Regions from separate parts of the Gossypium hirsutum genome. Here region 2 is linked to region 1. A link is a contact called in public Hi-C data. All regions are on one chromosome and are shown on one strand. The core of a region is the stretch at or near the end of the contact, and the rest is flanking DNA. Distances in the headings are between cores, read along the strand shown.

What was found. A called contact is a pair of places that touch in the nucleus more often than the background predicts.
Region 2: a Hi-C map of leaf shows a contact between it and region 1, with 1.6 times the contacts expected there. The contact joins the promoter of LOC107953083 here to the promoter of LOC107953076 in region 1. A contact is called at or near these places in 2 of 34 Hi-C or Micro-C datasets (both in leaf).

Annotation. Positions count from the first base shown.
Region 1 is chrA07:25,247,308-25,252,408 of Gossypium_hirsutum_v2.1, reverse strand. LOC107953076 (zinc finger CCCH domain-containing protein 56) reads right to left here and starts at 1,566. Exons shown (of 3, transcript XM_041117852.1): 1 at 1,450-1,566; 2 at 1-472. The coding sequence starts at 444.
Region 2 is chrA07:25,600,261-25,605,111 of Gossypium_hirsutum_v2.1, reverse strand. It overlaps LOC107953083 (protein RETICULATA-RELATED 5, chloroplastic), which reads left to right and starts at 3,424. Exons shown (of 7, transcript XM_016888306.2): 1 at 3,424-4,178; 2 at 4,653-4,782. The coding sequence starts at 3,601.

The DNA of each region.
Region 1 (5,101 bases), core at 317-2,816:
GCCATAGGCATCAGTGACACAAGGATCAGCAGCAGCAAGTAAAAGCAACTTGACAACCTCTACAGCTCCAATAGACCCGCCCGAAGCAGCACAGTGAAGAGCAGTTCTCTTATCTGGGCCACATGAGAGATTGACATCTACCTCTGACAGGGAAAGAATTAACTTCACTACATCGACGCTACCGTACCTAGCAGCAATCATTAACGGAGTTCTCTGCTCCACGACCATCTGTTTGGAGCTCTTCCGGCAACCATACCAAAGTCCAACCTCACCAACCAAAGAAACATCACTTGCAATCATATATCTTTGAAAACCCTCAACATCATTATCAGCAGCAAACTCAAGCAAAACAGAGAACGAACAATTATTACCTACCGCTCCAGTTAGACATTCCATTGTCTTGGTTTCCTCAGATGAGGATGGTGTATCCAAGTTGCCACACATACTTCAATTGGACTCGTTAGAACACAACCTGTAAAGAAAAAAAATCTAAAATATGTCAAGGAAATGCAAGAACAACAACAACACCCAACAGAAGAACAAACTATAGAACATATAGAAGTCCGAACAACACTTCTCGTGAATAAGGAAACCGAAAAAGGAATAAATAAGATAAGCCAAAAAGAACAGTTCATGTTATTAATGAAACAGAAGAGTTTTCTTTAAAAAAATGTAGACTAACTTTGATACTGAAAGAAAAGTATGAGAAAAGCTATCAGTATGTACGTATATATGCATGTATGTATATGTAAATTTATATTTATAGGGAAAGGAGTATGAAATGAGCAGAAGAGGGGAAATAAACTTTTAAATAAAATTTTATAACAAGGAAACCTTTGGAGTAAACTAAATATTTCTTTTAACAGGAAAAAAAAAACCTACAAATTCCTCAATTTCCGGCCAAAAAATCAGAAAGAAAAAATGCTCATTTTGGAAAAATAGATTCCAACCTTTTAGCAATAAATCAATATTTAATTTTCAGGATTTAACGCAGAAGAGAGAAAAAAAAACAGAAAGTATATTCTAATAGTATTTCTTAAAAATATATAACTTCCAGAAATTGCATTTATTAAAATGATGAAGATTTCATGGGCAGGGAACTTATTGTGATTGGCAATAGAAAAGAAATGAACTATAAAATGTTTAACCGAGATTACATAAACAATGGTTAAGAGTTAACAAATAAATTTCATATCAGGCTGAGTCATGCCAACATTGCATAGCATAAAAATCAAGAAAAAGAAAATCTAATTTGAAATTCAAGTTGCTTTGACCTTTTCCAGATTTTCTCGCCAAACAAGCATATTTAAAAGCAAAGAATGAAGGAAGTGGTCAAGAAATCATTCAACTTTGCAACAATCATATAAGAATTAAATTAAAGGAATCATAAACAAAATTCAAAACCAAAAGAACGATAGAGAATCCCAGATACTGAGTTGGAAACCGTACCAAAATGTAGGGAGATAACAGCAGAGAATGCGAGAAGAAGAAACAAACAATCGAGAGAAAGGAAGTGAAAATAAGAAGGGTATACATGGAAGATTGGCCACGAAATTGAAGGAATGGGAGGGGGGAGGGGGCTGCATTTAAATTTTTAATGGATAGGGGGAGGGTGACCGGGAGAGGAGGTGGTCGAGAGTGGAGTTGGTGAGTAAGAAGTGGGGATTTAGTGACCTGATAAAGCGGTGGACAGTGACCTCCCTATTTGTTTGTTTATTTAAACGGGGCCCAGTGAATCGGAGCCTTGGGTGGAGCGGATGTCGGGTGAGTGCTGCTTTCCTTTCAACGGCGTCGTTAACAAAGTCAAATTAGTCAAAAGCAAATCTTTCACTTGCTTTGATTATTGATTTTTTAAGTTTGTATCAGACGGAAAATTTATTTATTTTTAATTAGTTTTTATGCAAAGTGAGTAGTTATTTTCATATGTGATTAGAGATTTATAGATTAATTGGATTAAAATATTAGGGTAATTATTACACTTTTTTTAATTATAAAGAATTTCAATTTAATTCAATTGATGTAGTATAAATATGTCGTAATTTTTATATGTTTGATTGTATAAATTATAATTATATAATTTAAATTTTAAAATATTGATTATTATAAAAAAAATTATCCATAATACTTAAGAAAAAATTCTTTAAACAAGTAAAAATTTAAAACCAAATCATATATAACATGTTAGTCCAAAAAGCATTTGGCAATAAAATTACTAATGAAGCTAACTAGAAAATGAACATTTTATACAATTTTATCAAATTACTTTTAACATTCCATATTTATTAGGTTAGTCCATCTTTGATATTAACCATATACTCATCATCAGTTGACCATTGGCCAAATATACATAATTAACTATAAGTACATGTAATTTAGTTAAAATTAATATAAACAATTTATATTAATAGGTATGATGTAATTTAGTTAGATACTTAGTAAATTAAATATATGTGAAATTATCTTATGTCAATAACTTTTTTGTGTTATTTAAATGAGATTAATAAAATAATATATAATTAAAATATTATTGTTATTGTATAAAAAAAATTCTTAAATTTAAATTTAAATTATTGTAATTAAATTTGAGTATAATTAGTTATAATCACTTGGATAACTATATCAATTCTCAGCCTCCCTTTTAAGAAATGAATAATGTAATTTGAGTGCTTCAATTATACTCAATTTAATAGATCAACTAATTACAATAATTACCCAAACATACCACAAATATGTAATTACAAGTAATTACATTCAAATTCAAGTATTTGAAAGCTTTCTTTGCACAACTTTCTAATTTTTTATAGTTTTAAAAAAATGATTAAGTACTTCAAAAAAGAACAATCGGTTTAATTTTTCAAAGATAAATAAAAATATTGAATAAGAATCGCCTTCATAACAATATTTGTTGTTTTTTAAAAAAAAAATTTAATTAAGGGATTAAATTGTGACACCAACTCAATCAAGAGTTTTATTATTAGTATATATATGGCAAAAGGGAGTAAAAAGTCCTTAGTAAAAAAATTTTAAAAAAATCAATTGAATTATTAGAGAAAAAGTGCACTTAATTAAGCCTTCAATAACAACAAAAAATAATTAGGCCATCTCAGTAACAAAAAGTGGCGTTGATCGGTTTGACTATTAATGGACATCGATGTGGTTGATGGAAGCAATAAAAAATTGGCATGTGTTATACCATGTGAATAAGCATGTTGCGTCAACACATATTTAAAAATTAAAAAAGATTTAAATATGCTCGTCCAAAATGAACATTGACAAATAGGTGTTCAAGTTCATTTTGAATATTGATATATATATTTATTAAAAATTGTCAAAATCATTTATTACAAATATAACAGAATCAAAGTATCATTGATTAAAACTATTCATAGCTCCTCTACCAATCTTTAAATAGGAGGATAGCGTGCTTCAACGCACTCGAACCCACATCCTCCTATATTGAAAACAATGTCAATGCCAATCAAGGTAAGACTTAATCGACTAATTGAATTAATTTTTAATGTTATAATATTAAAATTAATGAATATTAATTTATTAAACTTAAATCAAAAGACACATATTAATAACATTTATCAAATTAAATTTATATTTTTCAAATATAGTAAAAGTTAATTATATCATTGCGCAAAACAAAGATAAATATAAAATTACAAAAATTGAATATTGATAATTTTAACATTAAAATAAAATAAATTAACAATATATCTATAACAAATAACCTGTAATAAATTATTAATAATATTATATTAGAATATATTCTTATTAATATTAATATTCAAATCATGATGAATTTTTATATTATTTTAAAATTAAATAACATTAATATAAATTATTCTAGTTAAATATTTTTAAAAATATATATTTTATAATGAAATTACTTTTTCAACTTATTAATGTTTTTTTAAAATTTACTAAAATTAAAAAAAAACTAATATTATAAAAATATTATAAATTTAATATATACAACTTACTCCGCATAATACAAGAAAATAAACTAATCAATTACTAAAATGAAATTTTACACAAATATATATATATATACAGTGTCTAACCATCCCACTTCACTTGCAGATAGCCTAGTCTAATGGATTCAATTATTCTATGCTTTCGATCAGCAAAGTATTCCAAAATCATTAAAAGAAAATTTAAAAGCACGTAAAAAATTTTATCAAGCTAAGACTTACATATCGAAGGAATAAAATGAAAAAAAAAATCATATTCTTTTAATTATTTTTATTTTTTTAGGTTTTTTTTAGCTCTTACCCTTTAAATTTTAGTTAAATTACTTTCTTTTAGTTAAATTACTTTCTTTTTATAAAAAAATAAATGAATTGTTAAAATTTAATAACATTGATGTGACAGCTCATGTGGTATTTTACATATACTCCATTGTTAACATAAATAATTTTTTATAAGATTTTTATGAATTTTTTTTTAAAATTTGTTGATTTTTTAAATATTTTTTGAACTTTTATAAAATATATGTGGACTATTACGTTTGTGGTCACATCAATATTATTAAAATTTTAATGTTTTAATTAATTTTCCATCCAAAAGCAAGAAATTTAACTAAAATTTAAAGGCGAAAAGTTAAAATAATCCAAAAAAAATCAAAATGAATAAATTTTAAATTTATTTTTATTTTTATACCACGAGAAAAAGAAAAATCCAAAAAGATTTGAAATGAAAAATAAACCAACTTGAGAAAAACAAAACAAAAACTAAGAAACCGAAGAATTGTCTTTAAGACCAAAGATTACAAAATTATTGTTTTGATTTGTTTATTTTTGACAATTTTTTTAATAAAAAATATAAATTATATAAATGATGACTCAATTATTAAATTATTTTTATTAGATCATCTAAATTTAAAAAATACAAAAATATCATTTGACTTATTGCTTCTCTTTTCTTAAATCTAAAATCGTTAAATTACTAACAATTAACAAACCTGACTATTAGAAAAGTGAGAAGTGCTTTTAAAAAGTGCTATGGAAAAGTGCTTATTAGAAAAGTAAATTTGAAAGGTTTGATTTAAAATTTAAGTGTTTAGCATTATTGTGAAAATAAACTTTTAAAAAGA
Region 2 (4,851 bases), core at 2,175-4,674, 350 kb before region 1:
TATTTAAATTTTTTTATTGTATGTATATTGTCGACCTCAAATAGATGTATCACCTTTTAAAATATTTCGAGCATTAATTGATTCAAATTTCTTCTTTTTATAACATTTATTTTTAGTAATTATTTATATATTATCTTTTTATATATATGCAATTTTTTTAAATTCTAAGATATATTATTCATTTGTAAGTTTTTTTCATATAGTTTTTGCATTATTTGGTATTGACTCCTAGTTTTCATACTGTTTTGTATATCATGTGTGTTTTTGGTTTTCATATTGTTTTATATGTTATTATTTCATGTTGTCAATTAGTCTTTGGCGTTACTTTCTTAATTTTATCTATCTGTGTTTGAAAGCTTGCTGCAGTTTATTTTAATATGTTTCTTTAATTGGCTGCATTTCTAGTTTTCACTATTTTTTTTATTAATGTTTGGATGTGAGCTCATTGTTATGGTATGTTTGTAAATTTGTACTTTTTGTCTTTACGTCTATACTATTTTTACTCATTAGTAGGATACATCATTCATGTATATTGTCCCATGTTTATAGTTTTGCCTTTCATTCGCAATTGTCGCATTGTAATTTTCAACCTATCGATTTGAAATTAATTGTTCCATTTTATTTCAAGTCAAATTAATGAATTTTGAACTGACTTTGAAACAAAGGCGATGTTTGATGTTTGGAAATTTCGGAAATTGTACCCTAATGTGCTGGGTTTCAATTTTCTGTTTATCCAAATAATTAAATGCCCCTTTAAAACTTGGTCTGTATTTTCTAAAACTTTAAAACAAAGGCAATATTTGATTTTTGGAAATGCGGGAAATTGTGCCCTAACGTGCTGGGTTTCAATTCCGTTTGTCTAAATAATCGAATATCCCTTTTAATTTCGTCCATATTTCCTAAACCCCAACAAGGCAATATTCAACATTTGGAAATTCGAGAAATCGTGCCCTAACGTGTTGGGTTTCAATTTTTCGTTGGACCAATAAATTGAATATCCTTTTTGTAATTTTCAAATGTACGAACTTTTAGAAATCGGAAATTGATCATGGTCTCGAGGGTTTAAAAGATCATGTCCTAACGTACTGGATGTAATATTATATCCCTTCGAAACAAGAGATTTTTAACGTCCATTTCAAATTATCCAAAAGTATTAAAAGGAATCATATTTCAATTTTTTTAAAATAAAAACTTGGACATAATGACATAATTTAATCAATTTCGTACTAATTCTGGACGTAACGAGAATGCTAATCTTTCCTCGTATGTAACTAACTCCCGAACCTATTTTCTCGAATTTCGTAGGCCAAAATTAATTTTTTTAATAAAATAAAATATTTTATTAGGTGATTCGATCACACCTAAACAAAAAAGGATTGGTGGCGACTCCATACTTTGTTTTAAAGTCGATCCCCTTTTTTTCAAAAATTAAAAATAATTTCGACAGACCATTGATTAAAAATAAGTTGATTAAAGTAATTAAGTTAATTGATAAAAGATAGTGGGAAGAAACAGACAAAACTAAGAACCACTATTATCATCTTCTACCTTCGTCCATGCATACGAGAAAAGAAAGAAAAGAGTTTTAAGCTCTTTGAATTGTAAGGATTGTAACATTCTAGATGTTACACTTAAATTTGAGAGATTATATTAACCACTGAAATAGTTTAGTATTATCAGAGTTTATAAAACATTCAATTTAAAATATTTATTTATTTTTAAAAAAATTAGTCTATTTTTAGAAAAGCTGACGAATTATAAAAAAATATTTTAGTTTAAATTTCTAAAGTAACAATGACTTCTTAAAAAAAGCTTAATTAATTAATTAATTATTTATTTATTACTCACAATTTTTAATTTTAATTTTGGTAGCGAAAATGTGATTTTTACTTAGTTTTAATAATAACAAATGGTTATTAAAAACCCACGGTAGACTGTCTAAAACTCTGTTCATATCAACCACATGAAAAAAACTTAAATAAATAATGTTTCTCTCCTATATCAGTTATAGCGATACCTCCAATAGGGTGCCATAAATCAGGCATGGTATACCGAAGAGACGGAAAGTGAACCACGCTATTGGTCAAACAGTTCCAACCAGTGAAAAGTCCATATCCCGTTCCATCACTTTTACGTCCTTCTAAAAAGCATCCTCTTCCTCGTCTGAAAAGCAAAGATTCGCCAAATCATCTTCCATTGAAACACCAATCGAAACCGATAATCAAAGAAACCAAAAAAAATAATAAAACACCAGAAAATGAAACAAACAAAATTGTGTCAACAAGGGCAGACTAAAATCATGCTAGAGAGCAGACTTCACTCACCATATTTAATGTAAAGGCTATTTGTTATATCAAAACATTCAACATGGTGGTTTCATTTATAAGAATACTCGTGGACGAATGTTTTGTTATATTACTTGTCGGCAACTATACGTTGGCTGTAAACAAGGTTTTAAATTTGTCAATTTTTTGTGAACACATTATTACCTTGTGAAATACGATTATTGATTTTGAGTTGCTCACCACATTATTCATGGCCTTCTATTATCACGGGGCCAAGACAAGACAAAAGCAAAGACATTTTGTAGAGAAAAAAGATAAAAGAAGGAAAAAGAGAATAAAACGAGTAAACAAGGATAAAGAGTAGAAAAAGAGTCGGAGAAGTAAACGCAAGGAGTGAGAGAGAATAGGTTTGAAGAAAGTAGAATACAAAAGATGACACTTCAGCTTATTAGGTTATATGTTAATTTCTCTTATTATACAATTTGATTATTATTCTTATTATTATTATTTATAAAAGAAATGTAAGTTTATCTGTAGCTGGTTATATGTAATATCTTATTCTGAAAAAAATGAAATTAATTTGAACCTTGAGGATATCTACTATTTTATTTTTAATTTTAATTTAAAATCTTTCAAATTTTACTATTCCTTTTAAGTTTATTTAATTTTAAAATGGAGTACTAAAATTTGTTATTTATTATTTTTATTATTTTATTAATAGATAGATATAAGACGTTAAAAGTATTATAGAGACCCTTGTATTAAGAATTAGATTACGTTTTGCCCTTCTACTAAAAAAAAGGGCAAATAAGTTCTTGTATGTCAGATCAAATAGTAAACTGGTCTGTTGGTTAAAAATTTTATTTATTTTTACCGTTAAAAATTGATCATTGTACATCAAAATTAGGTACACGTGACATACCACATGTCACTTTTTTGTTATTCCGTCAACACACTAGTTTTTAACCGTATAAATGATAAAAATTTTAACAATAAGGACCAATTTAACATGTATAGACTAATTTTCTTAATTTTTAAATAATTTAACTCTTAATATAAGGTCCTCTATTGTAATTTTACCATATAAGACATATAATATGGGAAAAGAAGAGTAGCAGATGCATAGCCTACGTGGCATTCAAAACACCATAGGTTATTCGTTTGGGTACTTGGGGAAGTTGTGTGAGTCTCATTCTCGTACACAAACTTCCAAAGTCTCAAATGATTCCTAGCCTCTCCTCACCAGCCTTGTATGTAATGTAATGTTGTTGTACCACTCCGACTAATCGACACTCTCCTCCTCCAAATCAGAAAAATGAAACCCCACATTCACATCATCACCTCTAATTTTAATCCTTCATCCCCACCTCACCTTCTCATACGACGCCGTCTCCCTTCCTTTACTCGCCTCCTCACTCTCTCTCTCCACCCTCACGACAACCCCCACGATGCTCGCCGCCGCTCCTCCGCAGTCTCTCGACGCGCCGTTCTCCTCACTCCGTTTCTCGCCGCCGCTGGCACTCTCCTCCTACAACAATCCCAGTCCTTGGCCGAGGAGATAACGCTGCCTTCCTCTCCGGTGACTTCGCCTCCGCCTAAGGTGGTCGTAGAGGAGGCGCTTGTGTCGGCGAGGATATACGACGCTACAGCTATCGGGGAGCCGTTGGCGGTGGGGAAAGATAAGAGCAAAGTGTGGGAGAAGTTGATGAATGCCAGGATTGTTTATTTAGGAGAAGCTGAGCAAGTTCCAATTAGAGACGATAAAGAATTGGAGCTTGAGATTGTTAAGAATTTGAAAAAACGCTGCGTTGAGAACCAGAGGCCGTTGGCTTTGGCTCTCGAAGCTTTTCCTTCCGATTTACAAAACCAACTCGATCAGTTTATGGCTAAAAGGTTACTTTCTATTGCATTGACTTCTCTTTCTAAATACATATATGACTTTTCATCTCTAAGTAAATTAGTTTTACATAATTTCATAATTGTTTACACACTTAATATCTGTTTAATTCAGCAATCATATTCGTGTTAAATGTTGACATGCTGATTTCATGTAAATTGAAAATTTCTAATTATTGAATGTAAAAATTTCAATTGTTATATATATGTTGAAAAACCATTATTATGATAGATGTATTGGATTGAATCGAAATTGTACGGGCAGAATGATTATAGTTGCATTACTGAACATATATTATTAGTAGAAAAACTTAAAAGTTGATCATACATATTTACACACACATAACACATTATTTGAACCCTGGTGTGTATATTGTTAAAAATAGAGACAATCTATTGCGGCAAAGAAATTGAAACATCTGTATTTAAGTGTTGAAAAGGCTTATAGTTTTGAAAGTTCTGTGTTGACAGGATAGATGGAGAAGGACTGAAATCTTATGTTTCACATTGGTCAGCTCAAAGGTGGCAGGAGTATGAACCCATTTTAAATTATTGTCGCGATAATGAAGTTCGCCTTGTTGCTTGTGGAACTCCTTTAAAGGTAATTTTAAGTTGTTATGTAGTCACTGGGGATTCTGTACTACTCATCCTTTTTGCATTAACTCTGCCA